Regions from separate parts of the Zea mays genome. Here regions 1 and 3 are each linked to region 2. The links are chromatin contacts, called in public Hi-C maps. All regions are on one chromosome and are shown on one strand. The core of a region is the stretch at or near the end of the contact, and the rest is flanking DNA. Distances in the headings are between cores, read along the strand shown. Region 1 holds the start of LOC103635328 (golgin candidate 5). Region 2 holds the start of LOC100281972 (ubiquitin-conjugating enzyme E2 N). Region 3 holds the start of LOC103635321 (mucin-19).

Region 1 (3,494 bases), core at 631-3,130, 570 kb before region 2:
CCACTGTTGAAGGATGTCCTGCAGATTGTGATGTTTCTGATGCTTCAGCATCACCCACCTTAGATGCAGGTGCCTCAGTAGAGCTATCAAGCTTTTCTTCTGCTACTGAAGGATGTGTTGGAGTTTGTGGTGTTATGGATTGCTCAGAAACATCTGCCTTAGAAACAGGTGACCCATTGGAAATACTATGAACTTCTTCCGATTTTGAAGGCAGTTTTGGAGATGTTGTTCCTGATACTTCCGAAGGATCTACCTCAGATATATGTTTCTTAGTTGGTGTGCTATTAATTCCTTCCTCTGCTGACAGATTCTTCAGAGATTGTGGCTTTTCTGATACTTCAGTGCCATCCTCCTCACCATTGTGTCCCATGAAAGCCATGACAGGATTGAAGAATCCTATTCTATCAGAGTTGGATGTCTGTGATCCTGATGCTGCATTACAGAAAAAAAACATTTTATTTGAGCACCTAGATGCCCATGTAAACAAAAACCAATGCTTCCAATGCGAAGCTCTTAGACAGCACCTTAGTAACCACTAACCAGGTTCCCGGATCGATGGGATCGAGAAACGGGAACGTGGTACGCAGTACGTTACTAAACTAGGATTTAACACTACGGGAACGTGATTGTTCCCACATTCCCGGAACGGAACGTCCCCGGAATGAGGAACGTGGCCAAGTTCCTGGTTCCCGGTTTCTAAGGACAGCACTAGCAAACAGTGAAAAACAGGCATGCATAGCCTAATCAAATTGGTCCTACAAATTCTGCAACTCAGACAGAATGAAAAGGTGTTACAGTTCCAATACTTGTAAGAGGAAAGAAGTTTGAAATATGCCTAAACCAATCAATAGTACAGACTTCAACAAACTAATGGACTGAATTTGGACTATGGAAATTGAATCAATGGTAAGCGTTTTTTGTTGTGAAAACCAAGTGATAATAATCAATTAAACACAAGCCATCCTCCACATGCATGGATCAAATATTAATTGAACACCATTGACCAACCCATCAGTGTCATATCAACAGTAACAATGTTAATACACAGGCAACCATGCACCAATGTTAATACACTGAACTAGGCGAATTGCAGGACAGAGGATTGTAGCATTAGCGTCGTACGTACCATCTTCATCGTCACGCTTCTCCTCTAGGCCGAGCGCGCTGTCGAAGTTCTTTTCGATGTTCTTCACGCTCTCGCTGATCTTGTTGACGGCTCCAGCGATGTCCTGCAGGCCGCCGAGCGACACCTTCCCGGACCACCACGCCATCCCTGTCCTCGGCCCTCCGATCGCCACCGGCTCACGGCCTCCACCTCGGCACCTGGCGCCCTAGATCTCCGGCATAGATCTGATGACCCGCGCAGCCAATCCACCGCCCACACCCAGTCGTGCGCGGGCGGGAGCAGGATCTGGCCAGGACAACCTCGCCACGCTGACCAAACCAGCTGAGCCCGCCAGACAACGAGAGCGCGGGCAAGGGGTCTGAGCTGACGCTGCCGCAAAGCGGGGGGAAGCACTTCAGCGAGCTCCCACCGCGCGGTGGCGACTGGCGAGGTGGGAGGAGAGATGTAGCTGCGGCCTGCGGGGGGGCGGCAGGAGCGCGTAGGGTTGGGTCGGGGAGCACAACGGAGAGGGGAGAGAGAGAGAGAGAGAGAGAGAGAGAGAGAGTGCGTTCGGCCGTTGGCGCGTGCGGGCGCCGCGTCGGCTTCGGTGATCGCGCGCCCGCCTAACCTGCGCTCGGCTCGGTGCAGTGAGCAGTGGATCTCGGCCTGAACGAAGAAGAACCATCTATCCGCGGGGAGGTGCGCTGGGCCTGCGGAGGTCCCGTCTGCGGCGTTTCGCCCGAATGCTACCGAAGTTGTGGACTTCGGCTGAATGCAAACAAAATTGAGATTTAGGGCCTGATTATATAATCTGGATTAAATAATCCTAAGAGTCAAACAAACAGTCTAGCTTAGAGCATCTCCAAAAACTCCCCTGAAGTCTCCCCTAAATCTATTTTTTTAGGGAAAAACACAAAAACATGTCTCCAACAGTTCCCCTAAAGCGTTCCCAACTTTTTCATAGCCCTTAAAACTTCCTCATTTGTAGCTACAAATGAGGGGTTTTTTGGCTCCCTAGAAACAAACTGCTGCTTTAAGGGATCTGTTGGAGAAAGGATTAAAATTTACCCCCACTTATTATTTAGATGTCCCTTAAAACTGATTTTGAGGAGTCGTTTTATGGAGAGCTCTTGGAGATGCTCTTATTTGCCCAGATTATATAATCTAACCCATTGGATTATGATAATCCATAAGCAAGTGATGAGGTGCTTATTTCAGATTATTTTTTCCCACTTTCCCACTACCCTTTCAAGTTTCCTAGAAATTACCCACCATTGCCATTATAATCTACCGAATCGTTTTTGCGCCTATCGGATCGGAGAAGCCCGCCGCCCAGCAGAAACACGCCAGATAATCTGGGTAAACAAACAGGACTACTCAGATTATATAATCCAAATTATATAATCCAGATTATATAATCCTCAAAAAATAATCCAGATTATATAATCCATTGGGGTAAACAAACAGGCCCTTAAGCCCGTTTTTAACATTTTCTTGACTAAGGTGTTGTTTAGTTCATAAAATGTAATGTGGTCTGATTACAACAGCAACTGATTATACTATGATGTTATTTGGTCACATATTTATAACGTGATGGATAACTGATAACGTTAAGCTATGTTTGTTACTCTAATCAGATACTATACTAGAAACTGATACTGACCTATTCAATCTTATTGCTGCCAGTACTTAAGTGTAAACCATTAACACTGTCATTTACATTACATTTTCGCAAACCAAACGACACTATCATGTTTGTTTGAGCCACAACATAATTTGTTACCCTGTAATAGAATATGGACTTATAGAAAATGGAGCGTTATCTAATACCCCTTCAATCATGTTTGTTTGGTTCATGACTAACTATGTTACACTTTTTTAAAGTTAGTCGTTCGAATTAAATAACTAATTTTAAATAGAAAAATTAGATACTGACTGGTGCGTCATACATTGTTGTCAGCGTGGGCCGTACGGACCTTGTCGACGAGTCTCGCATGGGGTCTCTCGGCCCGAAACCCCTTGTCTTGTTGAGACCCAACCCAACAGAGGTTTTGGACCCGTTTGGCGTTTGCCTGAAAACGGTTGCATCAGGCTGCAGATGGACAAGCAAAAACTGCAGAAGCGCAAGAGAACCTTAAAAAAGAAATGGAAAAAAAAGTAATCGTCTAATCGACCGCAACCGGGCTCCATGTTGGTATTGCCAAGTCAGCTCGCCGCAGAATCAGGAGGTCGGGAATCCGGGATAAGCCTATCCAAAGGATGAGAGGAAGCCACATGGCACGCTCTCTATGGTGAGTGAGGTCTCGGCCATTTCCCGCCACCATCCCACACAAATCCCAAATCCCCCACCGAATTAAGTTTGTAACCTCCAGCATCCACCAGCCAGTGC
Region 2 (3,081 bases), core at 269-2,768:
ATGGTGGCATCATTACCCTCGTGAGATATTTTGAGGGTATCCCATATTTGAATGGCATTGTCCAAGCCGCTGACTTTATTGTATTCATCCCTACATATAGATGCTAACAAAACAATAGTAGCTTAGGCATTTTTTTTATTTGCTCATTAATAAAAACTAGATTATCACTACTATCAAAATGCATCTCGTTTTCCACTATTTCCCATATACTAGGATGAAGAGAGAATACATGAGTTTTGGACCTAAAGTGGTGGATTGGGCATGTTCGTTGTGAAAAATGAAGAAATGGTTCCGGTGGCAAAAACTCGTGCTTTGTATGCACCCCGACACCCGTTTTGGAATGGGTGACGTGAGGCAACGAAATTGCGAGAAACCACCCCAAACATGAGTTTTTGACCTAAAGTAGTGGATTGGGCATGTTCGTTGCGAAAAACGAAAAAATGGTTCCGGTGGCAAAAACTCGTGCTTTGTATGCACCCCGACACCCATTTTTGAAATGGGTGACGTGCGGCAACGAAATTGCGCGAAACCACCCCAAACATGAGTTTTGGATCTAAAGTAGTGGATTGGGCATGTTCGTTGGGAAAAACGAAGAAATGGTTCCAGTGGGAAAAACTCGTGCTTTGTATGCACCCCGACACTTGTTTTCGAAATGGGTGACGTGCGGCAACGAAATTGCGCGAAACCACCCCAAAACATGAGTTTTGGACCTAAAGTAGTGTATTAGGCATGTTCGTTGCGGAAAACGAAGAAATGGTTCTAGTTGCAAAAACAAGTTAAAACCCTTGCGCACTTCATGAAAATCATGTTCATGCCATGCTTGTCTTGGAAAGAAGATCAGTAGCATCCACGATGTTTTGCTCCCGATTGTTTTTTCACTGTCAACGAGGGGAGGGGATCCCCACCTGGATTCATTGCAGAATGTCGTTTTTTGCCAGATGTACCCGTCATTGTAATTGTAAGTCTTCCGGTTGTTAACATACCCCTCATCCTTACCCTATGAATCCAAACCATTAACAGACAGATTCTCCTCATAGCCCGCTTTTCAGAAAATCTCCTGAGAAAAAAGCCGAACCAAACAGACCTATAGACTAGAATATAGATGACGCTAGTGGACACCCTCTAGTGCCCCATTCAACCGACCGATTGAGACTACCCGCAGCGGCAACCGCGAGCCGCCCCTCCCCTTTCCCTGTGCACGCGTATGTGCGCTCTACGGGTGCAACGGTCGACGCTAAAATGCCCCTACACGAAACAATGGTAGTGTGAGTGTTTGAAGTCAGCTAGATCAAGGGGAGTGATGTAGCACCCTTCACTTGCAGAGTGCTACTCATTATTTAATAGTAGAATAAAAATGGTAATAAATAATGAATAGAGTTGGATAATGATATTTTAGAATTGTAGTGGGGTATAGTATAGGGAAAGAATATATAGGGAACTGCTGTGGGGCATGAAAAAATATAGGTAAAATCTAGCTGATTTGGCACAAAAGTGAGATATAGTGAGATAAATTTAGGTGAATCCTGCGGATAGCCTGACGGCTCGTTTGACCTTCGTCTGTCGTCTCGTCTCGTCCACCTCCCCAGCGGCGCGTGAAGCTTGAGGCAATCCCCGCCCTCTCTAGCCCTGCGCAACCAGTTCGGTTCCATGGCCAACAGCAATCTCCCGCGCCGAATCATCAAGGTCCGCCTCGCGAGCTGGTCGCACCCTCTCCGCTCTCGCTAGATCTATTGTGTTGCTCTTCTGCTCTGTAGAATCGGATGCTCTATCTGCTCATATCTGCTGATGGTTAACCTGTTTCGGATTTGAATCTGTGCAGGAGACGCAGCGGCTTCTCAGCGAACCAGGTGTCTGACTAGTTCCGCGCGAGCTCTCTCGGAATTTTGCCATTTTGGTGCAATTCTTAGTCTGCTGCTACTGCGCTGGTCTCGGTTCTCTAGCATGCGCATGCTGTCTGATTTTGCTTTTCTTCTTCTCCTCCTCACGCGTGCAGCACCGGGGATTAGCGCGTCGCCGTCGGAGGAGAATATGCGGTACTTCAATGTCATGATCCTTGGCCCCGCGCAGTCACCCTATGAAGGTGTTCCCCTCATTTATGGTTGGCTTTACTTGGCGTATTTTTGTATGGATAGTCTGTGAGCTTCTAATGCTGTAATGTTTACACTGTTGCATGTGCATTCGATATTGTGAGCCCCGTTTGTAGTGTTGATGTGTTTTGTAGACAATCATCATTGCTGTTACTTGTTAGTGTGTTCTCTTATCCTTATGCAGCCATACGCCTCGTTGTTTCATGGAGAATTCATGAATGAACAGTGAATTAGCATAGATGGATTACCAACATGGTCTAGTAGCAGAGTACAAGTGGTTCATCGCGTCATCGGTATGGATATAAGGCACTAAACAGGAACCTTCATATATTCATATCCATTCATCTGTGCCAAGTGCCAGTTCAAGACTCTAGAGTCTACACCTCTTAGTGGACCTGGTTTTATCAGTCTGCTTTCGGGTATCTAAAGAAGTATGTCCAACCAGAAGTACCTACTCACTTATACATATGATTAGGGGCAAAAGTTTTGACTCTTGTTAGGTTCATACTGGTGGCATATTGACTAATCTGCCCATGACAGAATCCCATTAAATCTAGCTATCATTCAATTTATTGATATTCTTATAATGCAAAAGATTCTTCACCGTCTTCTCTGTTCAATACAAAATAGGTGAAATAAGAGGTGTGTAGATAGTTATTAGGGATGCAAATAGCGACAAGTTCCCATATAATGATTTCGTGTTACCTTCTTGTGCTTATTCATTTGTTCCTGGACGCCTGATATAGTTTAGTCTGTTTATATGTTGAACAGGTGGAGTTTTCAAGCTTGAACTATTCTTGCCTGAGGAATATCCAATGGCTGCCCCAAAAGTAATTTTTTGATCAATCATGAATTTGTTAATTAAATCATTAATTGACATTTATGTTTCCATGTTATATGTGCTTTAGCATTCATTTATCTCAATTGATACGAATTGTGGTTTATTTCCTAACTACAACTGGGCAGAACCAATGTCTTAGGCTCCCATATGAGT
Region 3 (3,241 bases), core at 239-2,738, 910 kb before region 2:
TGCTGCAGCGCGCGCAGCAGCTGCGCGCCCTTGCGCCGCCCACGCGCGCTGCACTCGCCCTGCATCGCCGCCACAACCGCCTTCACCACCTCCGGCGGCGGAGGCGGCGAGGACGAGGCCCCCCGATCATCCTCACCGCCAGCGCCGTAGATGGCGGCCAGGACGCCGATGGCGCACTCCCGGCCGCGGCCGGCCATGCCCTCCACCGCGCGCGCCAGCACCGGCGCGGCCAGGGCCTCCCTGCGCACCGCGGGGGCGCCGCCGGGGGCCGTGCACAGCAGCTCGAGCGCGGCCAGCGCCCGCTCGGCCGTGGCCCCCGCCGGCCCGGACGCCGCCACCGCCTCCACGGCAGCCGACGCCGCGCCGGCCTCCACCGCCGCCTCCCGGTTCCCCTCCTCCAGCAGCACGGCGAGCAGCGCCTTGGCGGCCAGCCGCGCCGGCGCCGTCAACGGCTCCCGCACCGCCGCGACCACCCCGGCCACCACCCCCGCCGGCACCGGCCTCGCCGCGGCCTCCATCTCCCGCTCCACCGCCCGCAGCGCCGCCACCACCTCCCCCGCCGCGAACTTCTCCTCCGCGCCCAGCAGCGCGTCCCCCCCGCTCGAGGACGCCGACGCCGGCGCCTGCGACTGCTGCGGGTGGTGCACCGGCAGCCTCCACTGCGTGAAGCTCTGCGACGCGGACGAGGACGACGAGGAGGAGGACGACGACGGCCCGACGTTCCGCTGCGCCCGCTGGTGGTGCGGCTGCCGCTGCGGAGGCGGTGGCGTGGACGACGCCGCCGCCGCAGCCTCCACCGTCACCGGCAACGCGGTCGACGCCTCGGCGCAGGGCGTGCCCGAGCCGCCGCCACCGCTCCCCGACACCACATTGTTGTTGGGCGTCGCCGTCGGGCTCAGCGCAGGGTGCGTGCAGGTGCTGAAGATGCCGCAGGAGAAGAGCGCACGCGGCGACGCCTTGAGCCTCGCCGCGCCTCCGCCCCCGGCCCCGGCTCCTCCTGTCTGCGCCGCGCGACTCATCTCAAGGTCGCCGCCACGCTGAGCTGATCCACCGACCCCGAGTGAATTGAATGCTCTGTGCCGCGGCTCTGATTGCCCGCGCGCGCAGCCGAGCGGATCCGCATGCGCAGTCAGCCACTCAAGCCCAGCTGCCGCCCTCCCTGTGGCTCGTTTAAGTAGGTAGCACAGCACGTGTACGGCGGCGGTGGCCTTTAACTGGCGCAGTAAAAAGAAGAACGCGGGAGCGACTGAGCGGCGAGCGACAGGAACAGTGCGACGAGCTTAAGCGGGAAACGTTTTACTGGGATCAAAAGGGAGGGGGACAAGCAAAGCGATGAGCAAGGCTGCCGCCGGGCTCAGGGTACCATATGGGGCAAGCATGCCCGTGGCATGTGCGGCACCGTCCTTGGGCAGCTGCCTGCGACTGCGATCGCTGCCTGCCTCATGAATCTTACAGCCAGATGGGGACGCCAGAGAGCAGAGGGAGTCGAGTCGAGTCGGAGTGGGTGGGTGGGTGGGTGCTCCTCTGTCCGGCGCCTCGTCCCGGACGCCCCCGCTGATAGCGATCCGTGCCTGCGCGGGTGTACGGCCGCACGATCCCGATCGCTCCGACCACCACTCATCCACCTCACATCCATCGCCCGCTGCATTATTGGTCTTGCACTGGGGTGATCGATCGGGTGCGGAGGAAGAAGAATCGTTTCGTTTGGTGGGAAGAACAGCATGTTAACAGCACGGAAGGGGATAGAAAGGAAGTAGAAGACAGCAACGTGGAGGAGGCGAAAGGAGTAGCGAGGAACACAAAGCTATTGTTCTCCTCTGATGGGGAATGGGAGGCATTTCTGATGGGGAAGAGGGGATAGAGGTTGAGCTAACACGTCAGAGGAAGATGAGCAGGCTCATGCAGCGCTTTACAGAACACTAGCGGGCGGTAAAATGGAAGCAACGTGACTAAGGTAGTGTTTGGTTACTAGGGACTAATTTTTAGTCCCTACATTTCATTACACTTTAGTTTATAAATTGCAAAATATGGAAACTATAACTCTATTTTAGTTTCCATATTTGACAATTTAGTGACTAAAGTGGAATAAATTGGAGGGACTAAAAATTAGTCTCTAAAACCAAACACCACATAAGTGTTGGGCGATTGCTTGGTTTTGATTTAATCCAAAAAATAAAGAATAACCATGACGACATGCTTAAACAAAAAAAACGAATCAGTATTATACAATATCTAAACATGCATAGGCACCATAACAATTACGATTAAGACCGACTTGCACTAACAAACTAAACAGTATGCTTAAGAAGAGATGGTTGTGTGTTTCTTTCTTGATGACGGTCCGGTAGACACTATCTGTTCTTGACGACGACGTGAAACACCCAAACAACAAGGAGAAAGAAAAAGCCATGATGACAGAGTTGACATGACTATTGGTAGACGAGACCATGCAGCAGCTGGTATTAATGCCCTCTACAAGCATGTGATAGCTGCAACTGCAACCGATACTGATGCTTGCGTCGGTATTGGTCCTGAAGCAGCCGGCCCTCGTTAGGGGTGAAAACGGGCAGGGTATTCGAAACGGGTATAGGATATGGGTACTGATTCGGGAATATTTTTTGGATACGGGTACGAGTATTTTTATATTCGGGACGGATACGTGTAATACCCGGATAGTATAGCTTCGGATTCGGGTCGGATACGGGTACCCGAAATTCGGGTACCGTTTTTTCTTTTTCTGTATAATAATATAGTTATAAAATCATAACTTTTACATATGAAATCGGATGAAGATAAAGTTTATATGAAAATTGTAGAGCTCGAAGAGATCTATAACTTTGTTGTACAACACATTTTTGTTTAAACATATTTTTAGGCCAAAATCTTTGAAATAATGTCTAAATTTATATCAAAATAATAGACTTTATCATTTTCTTGTGGGACTTAAGATTATCTCCATGTGGGAACTTAGGATTATCTTTTTATAAACTATTTATTAATATTGGTAACTTATTTCTAATTTACGGTCGAAGCTACAATATTTTTATGAATTTAATTGTATTTTGATGATTTTCTAAAATAAGAAATTAATAATACACCAAATAGCCTAAAAAATAATGAATTTTTACGGGGCCAACATATATCCACATATAGTTCTCAAAAACATTTGGATTATAAAATCCACAAGATGTTGGTGTTTATTCTATTCCACTCCCACTTATTGCGTGAGTTACACGTGAAA

Evidence for each region. A called contact is a pair of places that touch in the nucleus more often than the background predicts.
Region 1: a Hi-C map of ear shows a contact between it and region 2, with 2.6 times the contacts expected there. The contact joins the promoter of LOC103635328 here to the promoter of LOC100281972 in region 2. A contact is called at or near these places in 2 of 25 Hi-C or Micro-C datasets (ear and leaf).
Region 3: a Hi-C map of ear shows a contact between it and region 2, with 4 times the contacts expected there. The contact joins the promoter of LOC103635321 here to the promoter of LOC100281972 in region 2. A contact is called at or near these places in 2 of 25 Hi-C or Micro-C datasets (ear and endosperm).

The regions. Positions count from the first base shown.
Region 1 is chr8:69,623,689-69,627,182 of Zm-B73-REFERENCE-NAM-5.0, forward strand. It overlaps LOC103635328 (golgin candidate 5), which reads right to left and starts at 1,881. Exons shown (of 19, transcript XM_008657809.4): 1 at 1,127-1,881; 2 at 1-432. The coding sequence starts at 1,271.
Region 2 is chr8:70,191,638-70,194,718 of Zm-B73-REFERENCE-NAM-5.0, forward strand. LOC100281972 (ubiquitin-conjugating enzyme E2 N) reads left to right here and starts at 1,519. Exons shown (of 8, transcript NM_001154889.2): 1 at 1,519-1,683; 2 at 1,820-1,847; 3 at 1,994-2,080; 4 at 2,859-2,917. The coding sequence starts at 1,648.
Region 3 is chr8:69,279,747-69,282,987 of Zm-B73-REFERENCE-NAM-5.0, forward strand. It overlaps LOC103635321 (mucin-19), which reads right to left and starts at 1,489. Exons shown (of 1, transcript XM_008657804.3): 1 at 1-1,489. The coding sequence starts at 1,019.